Linked DNA regions of Zea mays: region 1 is linked to region 2. The links are chromatin contacts, called in public Hi-C maps. All regions are on one chromosome and are shown on one strand. The core of a region is the stretch at or near the end of the contact, and the rest is flanking DNA. Distances in the headings are between cores, read along the strand shown.

Evidence for each region. Hi-C and Micro-C count contacts between places; a contact is called where the count stands out from the background.
Region 1: a Hi-C map of tassel shows a contact between it and region 2, with 2.9 times the contacts expected there. The contact joins the promoter of LOC107403158 here to the promoter of LOC100272731 in region 2. A contact is called at or near these places in 6 of 25 Hi-C or Micro-C datasets (ear, endosperm, leaf and 1 more) and 1 of 3 datasets of contacts at active chromatin or transcription factors (seedling).

Annotation. Positions count from the first base shown.
Region 1 is chr2:47,252,716-47,256,505 of Zm-B73-REFERENCE-NAM-5.0, forward strand. LOC107403158 reads left to right here and starts at 1,761. Exons shown (of 1, transcript NM_001321434.1): 1 at 1,761-2,675. The coding sequence starts at 1,908. The coding sequence ends at 2,348.
Region 2 is chr2:47,051,747-47,055,254 of Zm-B73-REFERENCE-NAM-5.0, forward strand. It overlaps LOC100272731 (Pentatricopeptide repeat-containing protein), which reads right to left and starts at 1,286. Exons shown (of 1, transcript NM_001147184.1): 1 at 1-1,286. The coding sequence starts at 1,189. It also overlaps the pseudogene LOC109944170.

The sequences.
Region 1 (3,790 bases), core at 511-3,010, 200 kb after region 2:
AACAATATCCCGACACTGTTCACGCGATCCTGTAATCACGGACACGTCACGCTTGAATTATTGCTTTCTGCCAAGGAGAAGGTATAAATGTGCCTAAATATTGTGTTTTAATACTTGTATATTCATATAATAAAACATGTGAATATATTTTGTGCTTTATATTTCGTTTCTCATTGTTGTCTTAAATACTTTACTTACGACGTTCGTCCGAAGCTCATTAAATCCTTAGGGAGATAATGCTTCAGCGGACGAAGGGCATTTATACTTAACATCTTTGTGTTGCCTTGTTCTTAATTCGAAGCATTTGAGAACAAGTCCCCAACATTTATGTTTGTGATGATATCTGTGATGTATATATGTGATATATGTGATGTATATGTGGTATCTTTTGTTTGTTTGGATGGAATATAAAAAACAAATAAAAAAGATGTATACTGGTCACTTTGCCGAGTGTGACACTCGGTAAAGAGATGCTTTGCCGAGTGTCAGGGCCATAGCACTCGGCAAAGAACCAAAACCTGGGCACCGGTATAGGTTCTTTGTCAAGTGTAATAGCTCTGGCACTCGGCAAAGAAGCACGCTTGGTTGCGCGGTGCGCGCACTAGGAGAGGAGAGGACAGAGGAGCCTTGGACCTTGGTTGCTGCTTGCTGGGAGCCTGGGACTGCGGTGCTGGTCGATGGGAGTGGGCCGCGGGGCCGGGGAGCCTGAGAGGAGGACAGAGGAGTGGAGGATTGCGCCCTGCGCGTCTGTGCGCAGTGCGGTGCTGCCGTGCTGGGGCCTGGGAGGCTGGGAGCCTGGGAGGAGCCGGACTGGAGCCTGGAGGAGGAGTGGAGGACGCCGTCGGCGGCGGTCGGCCGGTCGGCCCGTCGGCCGCCTGGGAGCTAGGGTTGCTGCCTTGCTGGGAGTGGGACCTGGGACTGGGATCAGGGACAGCCGGACTGGGACCTGGCCGTGGGGCGTGGGCTGTGTCGCTGCGCTGTTGGGCTGCCTAGCGGGCTAGCGGCTAGCGCTCAGCCTGCCTAATTTCGGGTAGAATGGGTACTTCGAGTACCGCGGGTTAATACCCGATTAGGCCCAAACTTAGTTCGGGTATTCGGTTTTGTTACCCGTTAGAATTGTTCGGGTAACGAGCATCGGGCTAAACGGGTACGGGTTTGGGTGTTTTGGGTAACGGGCTTCGGGCTCGGGTTTTATGTCTAATCCTACGTTTAGGAGCCCTTAGAGGGACTAAAGACTAAACTGGTTTAGTCCCTCTATTAGTTCTTGTTTTTGGAGAATTAGGAATTAAAAGGGACTAAAAGGTAGGAACTAAACATTAGTCCTATAGAACCAAACAGGGCCTTAACTTACCAAACTATAAAGCTACCTTTCTGGAGGGTGAAGAAGACGTTTTGGTTTACTGGATTCCAGCACGCGAAAAATGGGCCCTCATCACGGTCACGCGCAGGTCTGCAGGACCAGAGGAGTCGACTTCTCTTCACGGTCACGCGCATTGGGCTGCTACGTCCGCTGCAAAGCCGCGTTTCCGCCATTATTGCACCTCGCCGGTTAGCGGTATCTGTCGTACTATGCAGTATGCTCGTCGTAGCTTGCCAGAGTCTACATGCATGCGGTGTTGGGTGTGTGGGCTTGTTGGTTGCCGTCCGGATCCGGCCGGGAGCTGGCAGGATTGCCGGCTTCAAGCCAGCCACCATGCGTGACACCTCCGACCTCCCACCGAGCGCACCTTAAAAAAAACCAGGCAGTGAGAAACCGAACCACGCGTCCAGCTCCCTCTCGGCCTCGCACCAGCTCATCCCAGCTCCGCCCTCACCCTTCCCTTGCCCTCCTCCCACCGCCTCTCCCCCAATCCCTCCCACCACCACCAGATTCGCCTCGCCTCCTCGACGCCCCTCCCTCACCCTTGATGCCACGCCCCCCTCCCATGGCGCCACGCCCGCGCCCCTCCCCACCCGCCCGAGCCGCGACGCTGACCCTCCTCCTCCCGCTCCTCCTCCTCGCCTCTCCGTCCCTCCCCTCCGCCGCCGCTGCCCCCTCGCCGCCGACGGTGCCCGCCACGCAGCGGCAGGCCGCGTCCGCGTCCGACGCCCCGTCCCCTCCTCCCCCTCCGGCGCAGCAGCACCCGCGGAGGCACCGCCACCGGCACTGGAAGCACCGGCCGCCGCCCCCGCACCCGCCGCCGCCGCCCAGGCGGCGTCGGCTCAACTTCGGGGAGCGGCTCGGGATCGCCTTCGCCGGCGTGGCTATCGCAATGCAGGTCGTCCTCGGCGCCTTCCTCGCGCTGCGCGCGTGGCAGCTGCGGCGGCTCGACAAGGCCGAGGTGTCCTCCTCCACGCCCCTCACCTGACCACCGTCTCCCCGCCCGAAGCTCGTCGTGTGCATCAGTCAGGTCCGTGGTTTATTTGTGATCTGATCTGATGCTGCTGTAAACGAATCCATGGTGTAGTAGCTGCGCGTGTCCGTGTTCGGCACCATTCTTTCCGTTCTGTTGTACTACCCTGTACAATCTGCTTCTGCTCCGTGCAGGCTCTAGTTGAGAGGCTTGTGTGTGTTATGAGAGTTGTGCTGCTTCTTTGGTTGTTAACGTGCCTCACCTGATCTAGATTAGTAGACTGTTAGTTCTACTGCTGCCTTGCTGTTACATATTTACAGTGTTCGCTTCTGTGGGGGTTACAATTGCTTACTCGCTTACTCCGGGTTTGGATGCTAAATGGGCTTCAATGTACAAAGCCATTATTTCAATTATTGCACTGGTACCATATAAACTAACCACCTGTCAGTTGCACTTCTCTTATTTTCACTGTCAAGATCACTCCTTGTGGAGTGATTGAGCTATAATATATAAAAAAAGCATACAGGATTTTGGTGTACTCAAGATCAAGACCCCCAACCGCAGCATATCTGGGACTCATTACCATAGAGGATAGCTTATTGTAATTTGAAAGGCTTTTAATTACCCCCCTTCTTCCATCTTAGGCTCATTGCCATCTCCTGGGGGATGTGCAGGATATTGGTGCAATTTTTGAAAAGCTATATACTGTCTAGTTTTCATTAGATTTTATAGATTTGAATGTTTTTACTGTTTCAGAATCAAAAGAAAATGTACATAGTGCCTAAATTTCCTTTCTTGAACCAGAAATACTCACTTTCCTACTTATGTAGGAGTACATAATTACTCAATGTAATTTTTTTGGCAGTTCTGCAATCACAACTTTTTCATCTTATGTCAGGTTAGATAATTGCCCTGTTTTCACAACCAGTGCAACCCGGCACTTAAGTTGTCAGATTGTGTCTTATGGAATACTCTGAACCGAGCTGAATTGCTCTGTCTGGTTAGTAATGCGAGGAACCAAATAATATGTTTTACGACCTAGCAGTGGCAAATGCTGGTTCCTTTCACAATCTGTGATAGAATAGAACTAAGCGTATTTTCCAGATCTTCTACATGTTCCTGCTCAAGAATGTGCCAAACGCATTTGCTCATAGGTGTTATTTTCTCCGCATTACTCATCAGCTATTCTCACGGAAAAAGAAAAAAAGGATAAACTCAACAGCCGTTCATGATAAACTGTATTTTGAATATATGTTTATGATAATTGTTGGCCATGCATGTGAGACAAGTCAGAGAGTAGTTGTATGCTTGTATGTTCTGGCATGCATCTGGGACAGCTCGAGTGAATCTGATCTTATTTTAGTGCTCAGATCCAAACTCCCCAGGTATCGATCTCAGAATTCAGAAATGTACACTGACCTCGAAAGAGCACTTGTCTGGAATGCCAAAGCTTGGAA
Region 2 (3,508 bases), core at 36-2,535:
TCATTAGCTCCTCGGCATCCTCCCACCTATCAGCACTGCACAAACCCTTTAGCACAGTGTTGTAGGTGACAATATCAGGTTTACAACCAAAGGATTGCATGTTGCTGAGTAACTCCAAGGCACTATCCACATTTCCTTGCTCACACATCCCACTGATTACAGCATTGTATGTAACAACATTTGCCGTGCATCCATGCTTTGACATTTTCTCTAGATACAGAGTAACTTTCTGGAGCAATCCTTTTCGACACAAGGTATTGATGATCACATTGAGTGTTGCTTCGTTTGGTGGGCAGTTCTCACGAACCATCTCGTCTAGAATCTCATCAGCATCCACCCATCGCTCGATGCTGCAGAAACCCTTCAAAACAGTGTTGTAGTTGACAGTGTTGGGCTTGCAACCTCTAGAAGGCAAGCTGTTCAGAAGCTCGCGTGCCTGGTCTACATCACCTTCTCTGCACATAGCATCGATGATGACATTGTACGTCACGTTGTTGGGCTCACACCCCTCTGCGCGCATGAAATCGATGAGCTCCAGGGCCTGCCGGTATCCTCTCCCCTTGCACGCCGCCTGGAGCAGGATGTTGTAGGTGACCACGTCGGGCGCGCACCCGCGGCAGAGCATGCCGTCGAGCACCACGAGGGCGTCCGCGACCCGCCCGCGCTCGCAGAGCGCGTGGATGAGTGGGTTGTGGGCGTACGCGCTGCTGGCCTGCACGTGCGCGGGCATTCCGCCCACGACGCGGCGCGCGTCCTCGAGCAGGCCCGCGCGGCAGTACCCGTCGACCAGCGCGCCGTAGGTGGCGGCGGTGGCCTCGGGCCCGCACGCCTCGACGACGCGCGCGGCGTCGGCGGGGCGGCCCCGCCGGCAGAGGTCGCGGACAAGCCGGTTGGCGAGCGGAACGTCGGGCGGGCGCGGCGAGGAGCCCACGAGGCGGAGCGCCGCGTCTAGGTCGCCCCGGTGGATCAGGGCGCTGAGGCGGCGGTCTGCTCCGTGCAGTCGGCGCGGCGGCAGCGGAGGCGGCCTGGTGCTGGTGTTGGGGATGCCCGGTGGGCTGGGCCTTGAGCTGCGGACGCACAGGCGGCGGCGCGCGGGGTGGCGCGAGTGGTGAGGGCGGCCGGCGGACGAGGGAGAGAAGGGGAGGAGAACGCACACGGTGGGGGGCGGGGGCGGGGGCGGCGAAGTCATTGTGCGTTTGGATTTCGGCGCTCGGGATGCGATGGACCGTGGCTGTGGCCGTGTGGGCGCCGGGCGCGCCGCTTGCAGCCAGCGGCTCTGGCTGGCGTCCAACAGCTAGCCGCCCAAGCCAAAAGCTAGCCTCTCAAGAGCCAGGCAAAATTTCGGTTCCATTAGGAAGAATTTATAGTAACCTTATTTTTATATAAAAATATATGTCGAACATATTTCTCGCCTGAACACAGGCCAAAATGATGTGACCAATAGGAGTGGCCACTTTTTAAACGAAAATCGAGCCGAATAGAACCAAATTTTAGTATTTTATAGTTCAGTTCGGTTTCGGTTTTTATATCTACAAAATTCGATGTTCGATATCGTAATCGGTTTCGGTTTTTATATCTATAAAGTTCGGTGTTCGGTATAGTAATTGGTGTTATCATATACCGAACCGAAATACCTATCGATTATAAAATTGAAATGTTTGATTATATGAACTAAATATGTGATACAATAAAATTGTTGTTCACTTTTTATATAATTTATGATGTATTTATAATTTTTTGTATCTATATAATTTTTACTTTTTAAAATTATGATATATCATGTAAACTTGTATATATTGTCATATAACCAAGTTTGGTGTTCTATTTTTACTGAAAAATCAAAGTAAAAAACTGAAACTGAACTTCTCGATTTTTCATTTTCTGGCAAATTGAACAGTTCTACGTAAAACTGAAGTTTTTAAAACCGAAAAACTGAACCGATATTTAAAAAAAAACAGAATTTCCACCCCCGGTGACAAACTCCCGCAATGGACGTGAAGTTATACATGCAGCCAACCATTTCAACCATTCGAATTATGTTTTGAGGGCATCAGAAGAATGCCAAATGGCACTTGAAAAATCAGCAGTAAGATGGGAATTATCTCAAGTAGCAACAGTTAACTGTTAACAGTTCTTTTTGAAACTCAGTTCATATAAGTATGATAACGGCAAAGATAGATCCACTTACAAGACCCTATATCTATAGAAAATGACGTGCTACAAAATTTCTGAAACTTCTGCAGTTTCTCATGGTGGATCTTGTGATCTGGTCCTCCCTTCATTTTACGTTCACCAGCTCCACATCAAAGATGAGGGTCTAGTTTGTGGTATCTACCCCACTCTTTTGGACAGAAAACAATTTTTTTGCATTCCAGATGTAAACACACTCCTTTGTGTCACTCACATCCACCACCTAAAGATCCATATGAATAGAAGGAAAAACAAATTACCAAGAGGTTAAGTTGCAAATTTTGATTTGTTATCGTGGACTGGTGAGTTTAAAATGCCAATGCATTTTACCCTATGGAAGGTGGAATGGTGAGTCTCCTTTTGTCCCCAACCCACATATATGTTAACAAACACTAATCAGTAATTGTGTTTAATACCATGATGAAGGCAAATATATAATACATATGGCCAACGTCCCAGCCACTGACCTGCCCAACACCTACAAGCAACGCATCATTAAAACCATCCATTTGGTACTAATTTGGAGTAACGTTAGAGGGTAATTACCTAGTCTAGACTCAAAATGTCTTCCACTAACATTGGAGTAAAAAATATTGTCATCCTTTAGCTTGCCAATATATTTAACAGAAACCTAAGAAGAAGAAGAAAATAGCATTATTAAGCAGGGGCTCAAGTAGTAAAATTGGCCATAGACATGCAAAAAAAGATGCATGCATGTCATGAAGAAAGCATGTAAATGCTAGAATTGCATGAGGCCGGAAATGGGTAGCTAGGAGGGGATCATCCCTTTGAAGCTCCTCATATGCTAGAAATTTTACCTTCTTCCCATGTGTGGCTTTTTTACCATCAGGTTTGCCCATCTCTACCTCCTGAGTTATCATACCATTGGCAAATGTTCGTGTTTGGAGTGGCTCCTTGTTATCTGACTCACCAAGTCCAGTTGTTGCCTGATTTTCACTTCTGTTTATGTCATGTGCCCTTCTTTTTCTTGTTCTTTTTACTAGCGTCATGTGCACTTGCCTCCTCATTGTCTTTATCAGTGAATTCTGGTGAAGAACATTGTCAAACGGTACTGAACCATGTGATTAACATTCATATGTGAAAAGCATCTACAAAGGGACATCTCAAGATACTAATATGTTGTTGTTCTTAGCAGATTGCTCACTGGCATCATCCTTAGGGGGCGTTTGGCAGAGCTCCCACATCTCTGTTCCTAGCGAGAATCACTTCTAAGAAGCTAAACGGCTAAAAACTAGGTTGCTCCATAGTGGGAGTGAGAGCTAAAAACCTGCTTCCCGCTGCTCCCCACGCTCTAACA